Regions from separate parts of the Mus musculus genome. Here all the other regions are linked to region 1. The links are chromatin contacts, called in public Hi-C and HiChIP or PLAC-seq maps. All regions are on one chromosome and are shown on one strand. The core of a region is the stretch at or near the end of the contact, and the rest is flanking DNA. Distances in the headings are between cores, read along the strand shown. Region 1 has its middle 90 kb from the start of Gm29865. Region 2 overlaps Papss1 (3'-phosphoadenosine 5'-phosphosulfate synthase 1). Region 3 overlaps Papss1 (3'-phosphoadenosine 5'-phosphosulfate synthase 1).

What was found. A called contact is a pair of places that touch in the nucleus more often than the background predicts. HiChIP or PLAC-seq counts read pairs in DNA pulled down with a chosen protein or histone mark.
Region 2: an HNF4G HiChIP or PLAC-seq map of pancreatic cancer cells shows a contact between it and region 1. The contact joins two enhancer-like sites. A contact is called at or near these places in 3 of 484 Hi-C or Micro-C datasets (the C2C12 cell line, adipose-derived mesenchymal stem cells and myocytes) and 2 of 115 datasets of contacts at active chromatin or transcription factors (embryonic stem cells and pancreatic cancer cells).
Region 3: a contact with region 1 is called in a Hi-C map of the N1E-115 cell line, with 3 times the contacts expected there. The contact joins two enhancer-like sites. A contact is called at or near these places in 1 of 484 Hi-C or Micro-C datasets (the N1E-115 cell line), 2 of 115 datasets of contacts at active chromatin or transcription factors (bone marrow-derived dendritic cells and embryonic stem cells) and 1 of 9 other capture datasets (embryonic stem cells).

What each region holds. Positions count from the first base shown.
Region 1 is chr3:131,801,759-131,804,346 of GRCm38.p6, reverse strand. No RefSeq gene overlaps it. Among named protein-coding and RNA genes, the nearest start is that of Gm29865, 90 kb to the left of the region's middle. Within about 2 kb of position 1,311, at least 37 of the 459 cell types and tissues checked have an H3K27ac peak or open chromatin away from gene starts, as enhancers often do. A contact at or near this core is called in the C2C12 cell line, the N1E-115 cell line, myocytes and 1 more, where this site is marked.
Region 2 is chr3:131,617,460-131,620,047 of GRCm38.p6, reverse strand. It overlaps Papss1 (3'-phosphoadenosine 5'-phosphosulfate synthase 1), which reads right to left. Exons shown (of 12, transcript NM_011863.2): 10 at 759-1,027. Among named protein-coding and RNA genes, the nearest start is that of Gm36917, 31 kb to the right of the region's middle. Within about 2 kb of position 1,312, at least 41 of the 459 cell types and tissues checked have an H3K27ac peak or open chromatin away from gene starts, as enhancers often do. A contact at or near this core is called in the C2C12 cell line, myocytes and pancreatic cancer cells, where this site is marked.
Region 3 is chr3:131,635,003-131,637,590 of GRCm38.p6, reverse strand. All of the region lies in intron 11 of Papss1 (3'-phosphoadenosine 5'-phosphosulfate synthase 1), which reads right to left. Among named protein-coding and RNA genes, the nearest start is that of Gm36917, 49 kb to the right of the region's middle. Within about 2 kb of position 1,285, at least 65 of the 459 cell types and tissues checked have an H3K27ac peak or open chromatin away from gene starts, as enhancers often do. A contact at or near this core is called in the N1E-115 cell line, where this site is marked.

The DNA.
Region 1 (2,588 bases), core at 62-2,561:
GAGGAGCATGCCTCCTACAAACAAAACTTTGGGGCTCCAATGTTTGCATTGGCACCATCAATTAAAATCTTTCTAGACTACTGCTTTATTTGGGGTTGGGGATTAGCATCTTCAAATACTGAGTGAGTCCAAATACTTTGTGCTTCTAGTCAGCTGTGTTCTAGGCAACCACACCCCAAATTATTTCCTAGACATAGAAAGAAGTGGCATTTCTTTAAAGACTTTGAAGAATAAGTCCAATAAAATTCCTTTGTTGAACAAAGTGACTCATGGGAAAGATCAAATTAAGGGTGTGGTACTGTCATTTGAGCCAGTTAACTTCAAGGTAGCCAACACTGAGAGGTGTGGAGACAAGAGAGGAAATAAACACAGTCACCATGAGGCTTAATCAACTCAGGCTGCTTTAACAAATATTCACTTAAAATAGCCTCTTTTCATTTCTTCAGACGTGTTTTGTGCCCCACCCTTCTCTACAATATCCTTACCAAACACACAAGTATTGCTTTTCTCTCAATATGGCAAAGCTTGTTAAATGTACAGTGGCTATTCATGCACACAGGGTAGGAATTCTGAGTCTTTAATTTTGTCCATTCCCTATTGACAGTTGGCTGCCACAGAAATAACTTCTATGTGCTGGCAATACGGAGAATATGGGAGGTCCTTCAGTCAGGAAATCAATAATGACAATCAGTATCTACCATTCTGCCTATATTCTATACATTTTGAGTTGGGCAACATTGTCAAATGCCTAAATTTCAATGAAATAGCCTTTTTGATTAAAATATCAGACTCAGAGGGGAAGAAAACCTACATAATATTTAATATGTAACTAAATCTTAGAGTTGTTGAAAATGGGATCAATTAGATTTACATTGCAGTATGGGAAAGGCTGATAATTTGTATATAGAAAAGAACTCAGATAAACTAATTTAATGTTTTATCCTGTGGGAGTTCTTAAGTGGACTTAAACAAAAATGGTAAATATCAAAAGAAAATTGTTTACAGTAGCCCCATACACCCACAAGGGATATATATTCATTACAAGACATTGTGGAATCTATAAAATCTAACAGTCTTTTCCTTACAGAGTCCCTAAGATAAAGTTTAATTTATGAATGGAGCACAGTAAAAGGTTAATGATAACCAATGATAAAAATAGAACAATATAACCGTGTACCGAGATAAGAGTTGTGGCAGCAGTGTTCTCAGGCCTTCATGACTTTAAAAAGCACAAACATCATGATACCAGAATAGCCCATCTGATAAGTGGCATGGTGACCGAGTGAATAACAGGCAGGGTGATTCACATCCTGGGCAGGATGGAGAAGGCCAATGCGAGATTTTATCATGCTGCTCAAAACTGCATGCAGTTTAAGACTTATGAATTGTTTATTTCTGGAATTTTCCATTCAACATTTTTAAAGCGCTATTGACTGAAACCGCAGTTGAGAGGGATTAGTGAATAATAGCTTCGATAAACAATACTGATTTGATCCAATCAAATATAACAAGGTGGTTGACTAAACTAATTCATACTAGGTAAACAAGAAAGGGCAGAAGGAAGAATAAAAGAAGGGAAATTTTTCTCTCAGGAAGAGAGTTTTATTATGTCTTTTATGTGGCAAGCAAAATCTAAATGGAATTTATAAAATGAACATTTGCACAAGCAAACTAGGTGGGATTGTGTCAACAACAACAGCTTGATTTATGATCCCCATGGATTTGAGCTCACAAATGCATAGTTGGGGAGAGAACTTCATCACATTAAGGAAAGGCACAACAGATGCTATAACACGATTCTATATGTTGTTGCTCACTAATAGGCTATTGTATTTCATTAAAAGTCATATATTTGTCAATGCTACCTAACTTAAATATTGTAGAACACCGACCAAAAAACAAATAGTGATTTGCAGAGTCAGCCAGGAAATTACAGTAATAATATTACTTTTGGAATAGAATTTAGGAAAACTTTATTCATTGTAAACAATCATAGGATTTTGTTATGTTTTTTTTCATACACATGAATCATGTTCTTTGACATATTTATTCACTTTGTGTTGTATCTGCTCCTAGGAAAACCTTCTTACTTGGGAAATGATGGCAGGGCCTCTCAGATGGTTCTGAAGGGTCACTATAAATCTCCTGAGGGAGGTTTTACAGGTAAATTGGATCCACTGGGCATGCTCAGTAGACAAAAGGTCTCCCATGCCAACAGATGTGGAGAAACGGGCAGAGAAAGATTCTGAGATTTCAGAGAAAGATTCAGCCTGGTTTGTAAGATTCTGGACAGAAGCAGCCAGAGTCAGGGCCAGGGTAATAAATTGACAATATGGTAAGTGACTCTGGGTGATTTGGAAACATGTAAGATGTCATCGTTTTCTACCAATTAGCAATAAAGATCCCTAAGTGACATTAAGGCAATCAGAATCTCTTTGAGCAGAATACTGACAATAGTAGACAATGCTGTGCAGAGGCAGAGGGTGGAGGGAAAGAGGTTCTATTGCTCTTTGGTCAGCAAGAGAAGATGAATGCCTGGATGAAAGCAGTGGGCGGGGACAGGAAGGAAACAAAGTCTCCAGGTAAGC
Region 2 (2,588 bases), core at 63-2,562, 180 kb after region 1:
TGCATACACTAGCAAGATTTTGCTGAAAGGACCCAGATATAGCTATCTCTTGTGAGACTATGCTGGGGCCTAGCAAACACAGAAGTGGATGATCACAGTCAGCTATTGGATGGGTCACATGGCTCCCAATGGAGGAGCTAGAGAAATTACCCAAGGAGCTATAGGGAACTGCAACCCTATAGGTGGAACAACATTATGAACTAACCAGTACCCCGGAGCTCTTGACTCTAGCTGCATATGTATCAAAAGATGGCCTAGTTGGCCATCACTGCAAAGAGAGGCCCATTGGACTTGCAAACTTTATATGCCCCAGTACAGGGGAACCCCAGGGCCAAAAAGGGGGAGTGGGTGGGTAGAGGAGTGGGGGTGTGGGTATTGGCGGACTTTTGGGATAGCATTGAAAATGTAAACGAGGAAAATACCTAATTAAAAAAAAAAGGAAAAAAAAAAAAAAGAACAATATCGATGTTGTTATAACTGTATCTGGACCTGGGCTGGTGGATACAAAACGACCTTACGTTGCTACATGGTTCCAGCTTCTGTGTCTTCCTCATAGCCCTGATTAGAGAGCGTGGTTAGAGGGCGTGGTTAGAGGGCGGTTAGATGGCATTCCCAACACTAGGAGAAGGAGAACTCAGCAATGCTGAATGTTTGGAACACATTGAGGCATCCAGGAACGGTCAGTAGGTCAGTTGGTGATAATACAATGTTCCCAAGAATGGCTTTAGTTTTACACTGGTATCTTAAAGGCAGCCTACCTCGGTTGGCCCAGCATACATCATAGGAGACGGGAAAATGGCCACCACTGTCGTTTCAGGATCCAGGATGCCCTCCTCCAGCACTGCAGCGTGCTGCTTCATACGCCACATCAGAGGGACATCGTCATCCTTCGTCCAGCCACCAAGAGGATGGAGGAGCAGGACAGGGCGCCGGTAGCCCCTCTCCAGAAGCTGCTTGTGGGTATCCTGCATTAACAGAGCGTGCCCGTTGTGCACTGGGTTGCGCAACTGAAATGCAAAGACAGCATCTGCAAAGGGAATTTCCAGAGTTAGGACTTTCAAGCACCACCCTGCATGGGGCAAGCCAGGCTTTCCTGGTTGATGGTCACAAGAAACAAACACACAAGCTCAGCATCACAAACGGGTAAAGCCATGGACTGGTGACTGCTTATTCCAAGACATGCACTGCTGCTACTCAGTGCTACAGCCCTTGCTCACCGGAGGACATGTGATACGGGAGCCACAGACTCAGGGCGGTTGGTTACTCCTGCGTTCAGGGAAATGACAACAACTGTCAGGCTTTCTTTCAGCCCTGATTCAACTGTTTTCAACAAGTGTAAATTCAGAGTCAGTGAGTCACTGACCCGTCAAATCCTCCAGAGGCCCTAAAGACCTGAGTTGGGTTACTCATTTTCAAGGGCTTTATAAAGAGAGGCAGAATATGAAGAAAGCTATGGCTTCACTTTTTACTTGCTATCCACATGTAAGCAGATTACTCTGAGAAGAGACCTACTACTATGTTGTCACCTGACTCTAGACTCAGGATTGCAATATAGCAGCAACACTATCTCAGAGGGCCACTGCTATTACTCAAATGAAAGCTACACCATGAATTGAATTGATTAGCCACTGTCTGCTTACAATCTTGGTTTCACTCCTCCATGCTGGCTGCAGGGGACCTCTTGTTAGAAGCCAGGGTTCTTTGGGATATAGAGTAATCTCACAGAACAGGAAATAATCCTGGCACACGAGCTCTGTGTTTACCATTCTCCAGACACCTGTCCCCTCACCCCACCATGATGGTTTGACTCAGACACCCAGTTTTTTTTTTTACTGTTATTTACTTTTGCTTTTGTTAAACATAATAAAAGATTTACCTGTATTATTTTTAATTATGTGCAGGCATGTATGTCTGTGTAGGGTGTGTGCACGTGTGTGCAGGTGCCATTGGAGACCAGAGGTGTAGGATCCCCTGGAGCTGGAGTTGCAGGCAGTTGTAAGCTACCTGACTCAGGTACTGGGAACCAAACACAGGTCGTTTTCAAGAGTAGTAGAACTGCTGACCAACCTCTCCAATCCCACCTCTCACAGTGGGCATCAATTCTGATCCCTCTAGCGCCATGACAGAAGCAAGAAAACTGTCACAAATGACTAGGATTTAGGAGATTTTGTCTTGATGTATCTTTTAATATTTCAAGTTTGGGAATATTATCATTATCCTTAGGCATTATCAAATTACCTTTCAAACATCAGCAGGCTGTATTTTTCTAACCCAAAGATGATGTGATGTGCCACTAGGTATAAGGTACAGAAAAGTCTTGATAGAAGCATATGAACACTGAACATTGTTCAGCTTCCATATAGAGGAGGGGCCCAGAACTGATCACTGCTCTCATCTTTTAGGGTCTGTTTGGAATCCTACTTTTACATAGGGATATGCAAGACCCTAAACATCTCAGACCTTCAGCGCTCACCTCAGAGCAAGAGGCATTTTTACTTCCTCACTTAATTATACTTGGACCTCTAGAGTGCTGAAGGCTGCCTGATGCAGGAGCACAGCATCCCCTCTGAATTTACAGATTTCCTGCT
Region 3 (2,588 bases), core at 36-2,535, 170 kb after region 1:
TTAATTTTTATTCTAATTAATGTCTTATCCAACTTGAAAGCGGGTCATTTATAAACACATCAAAACACTAAAAATTCTTAACACTGTGGTTTAAAATGATCTTTTCCAAACCAGATAAACATTTATGGCTTTCTTTTAGAGACTAAGAAGCACTGGACAACGTCATATACAATTTTGTTAATTTTTTTCTTATTATTTTCTAACCAAAGACTAGATGAAATACATGAAAAGTTTAAATCCGGGGCCCAGGCAGGTGGCTCCACTAGTAAAGGGCTTGCCACACATGTGTGAGGACCTCACTTTGAACTCCTAGGTCCCACATGAGGCCAGCCATGGCAGACCATATCTGCAGGTCCAATGTTCCTGTGCTAAGACAAGGAGCAGACAGCAGACTCTCTGGAAGCAGTGCCAAGCAGAACAACAAACAGACCCTGTCTCAAACAGGGCTGAAAGGCCAGGACTGTGTGTGTTGTCCTGTGGCTTCTCCATGTGCACCACTAAGTGTGTGCACCTGCACTCATACCCACCGCCAGTCACGCAGACACACACACACACACACACACATGGAGTTCTTTTAAGTTTAATTATTTTGAATCTAATTTTTTCAGGGGGGAAGGGGTTGAGACAAGGTCTCATAATGTAGCCCTGGCTGTCTTAGCACTATGTGGACCAGACTGGTCTCAAACTCAAAGATATCCACATGCCTTTGCCTCCTGAATGCTAGGATCAAAGGCCTGCGCCACTACACCCCACTTGAATCTAAATTTATTAGCATATGCTTTCCATGTAGAGCCTCACTCTTTTAATTGGCTTTATTTGCTTATTTATTATTATTTATTATTTATTCTTACAGTGTGGACTGCACGCAGGGTGTGAGTCTTGCCAGCCCAGTGCTATGTTACTAAGCTATAGCCCAGGCAGCATCTGAGTTCACACAATCTTTATCAGAACTCTTCCCAGGCATTCAAATCTCAAACTGCTGGGAAGCGCAGGACTTCCCAAGTACCCAGGGCCTAACCCTAGTCAAACCTTATCTCCACCCAAACTGCACATCAGTTGACTATAAAATTACTCAGGTAATTTTAATTATGTAAGAATCTTCCCAGCTAGAAGCAAAAAAAGTTGGGGAGGGGTGCACTGAGGAGAGGCATTAGAAAGATTTGTGCGGAGTGGAGAAGGCCACATGCTGAGATGGAGAAGCTGCAGCCACTGCTTAAAGTCGCTTCCAGGAGCAGGTGCAGTCCTCAGCCAGTGGCTAGCAGACAGGGATTCAGATCCGACATCTTCCAGGAAATGAGTCACCAGGGGAGGAGACTCCAGAGGCAGGAGGCGCAGAGGAGCCTGGCCTCGCTAGAGGACAAACATCCTGGGTTTCTGATCTAACCAGCTACACATGTTGTTTTGTACAAAGATTATTATTTTAGCAATATAAAACTGATAATTAGCAACAGAGGGACTCTGACACACAGGTTTAAGAGTCCTAGCTCAGAATCCATCGTACTAGGTGGGCTTGCCACTGGAAGGACACAAAAGAAAGAAATCTTAAAGATACCTTGAAGGACCAGTACAGCCATCACTCCCAAAATCAAACAGTTTTTCATCTAGGTGGTAAGGGGCCGTCTTCTAGATGGCAAGGGGTTGCCTTCTATACTCACTGTATACAGTGTATACTTATATAAGTATAGTGTATAGTGTAAGTATATAGTCTATACTTACTGCCTGATGGGCAGGTTCAATGGCTGAGACTCTCTCTGTAGCAGGCCATCAGGTAAAGTATACTCTATCATTACAAACAGGAACAAACTCTGCTAAGATGCAATGATGCCAGCCCAGGAACACTTGCCCCTCAACCCCTTCACTTACTCAGCTCCGTGGGCACTTTGTACTCATGTACGCTCCTTCTACAGAGTCTGCTATTTCTATAATCTAAATAGCTTCGCATTTGTCCACCAGAATACAAATATTTGCCCTTTAAAGGAGTAAAAAAAAAAAAAAAGAGAAAAGAAAAGAAGACCAAATAAACAATATCCTAATAATATGGTAATATCTGTAATGGGACTGAAATCCTACAACTAGATGTCTCTGAGTCACTTCTAAAGCTAACACAGTTTTCTTGACGACTTAAACATAAACAGATGACTTTTATCATAATTCCTATTAATAATTATCTTGCATGAAATCTTCAGGATATGTCCCTCCCTAAGCCTTGTCTTACACTACCATTCAATCAATCCAAAAGCTACAAAATCATTAATTACATAAAGGCTGGCATTGAGTAACACCCATTAATCAAACATGGACGAGCTCATATGTGCCTAATTAATAACTGTTTTCTCGCCACATCAAAGACGATCGCCTTCTCACAAAATTTTAATCACTTTCCAACATATTCCCATCAGCTTAATTATATTGGAACACAAATACAGAAAAAAAATTTTAAAACTAAGGCATTTTTAAAGCTTCCCAAGTTAACTTATTAAGATTTGGTAACTCAAAAAGAAAAAATTCCAAGGAAATGAGCTACTCATGCAACTAACATAGAATTCATCTCTGGAAAATCTTATGAGAACTGATGTAATTATTTAGCT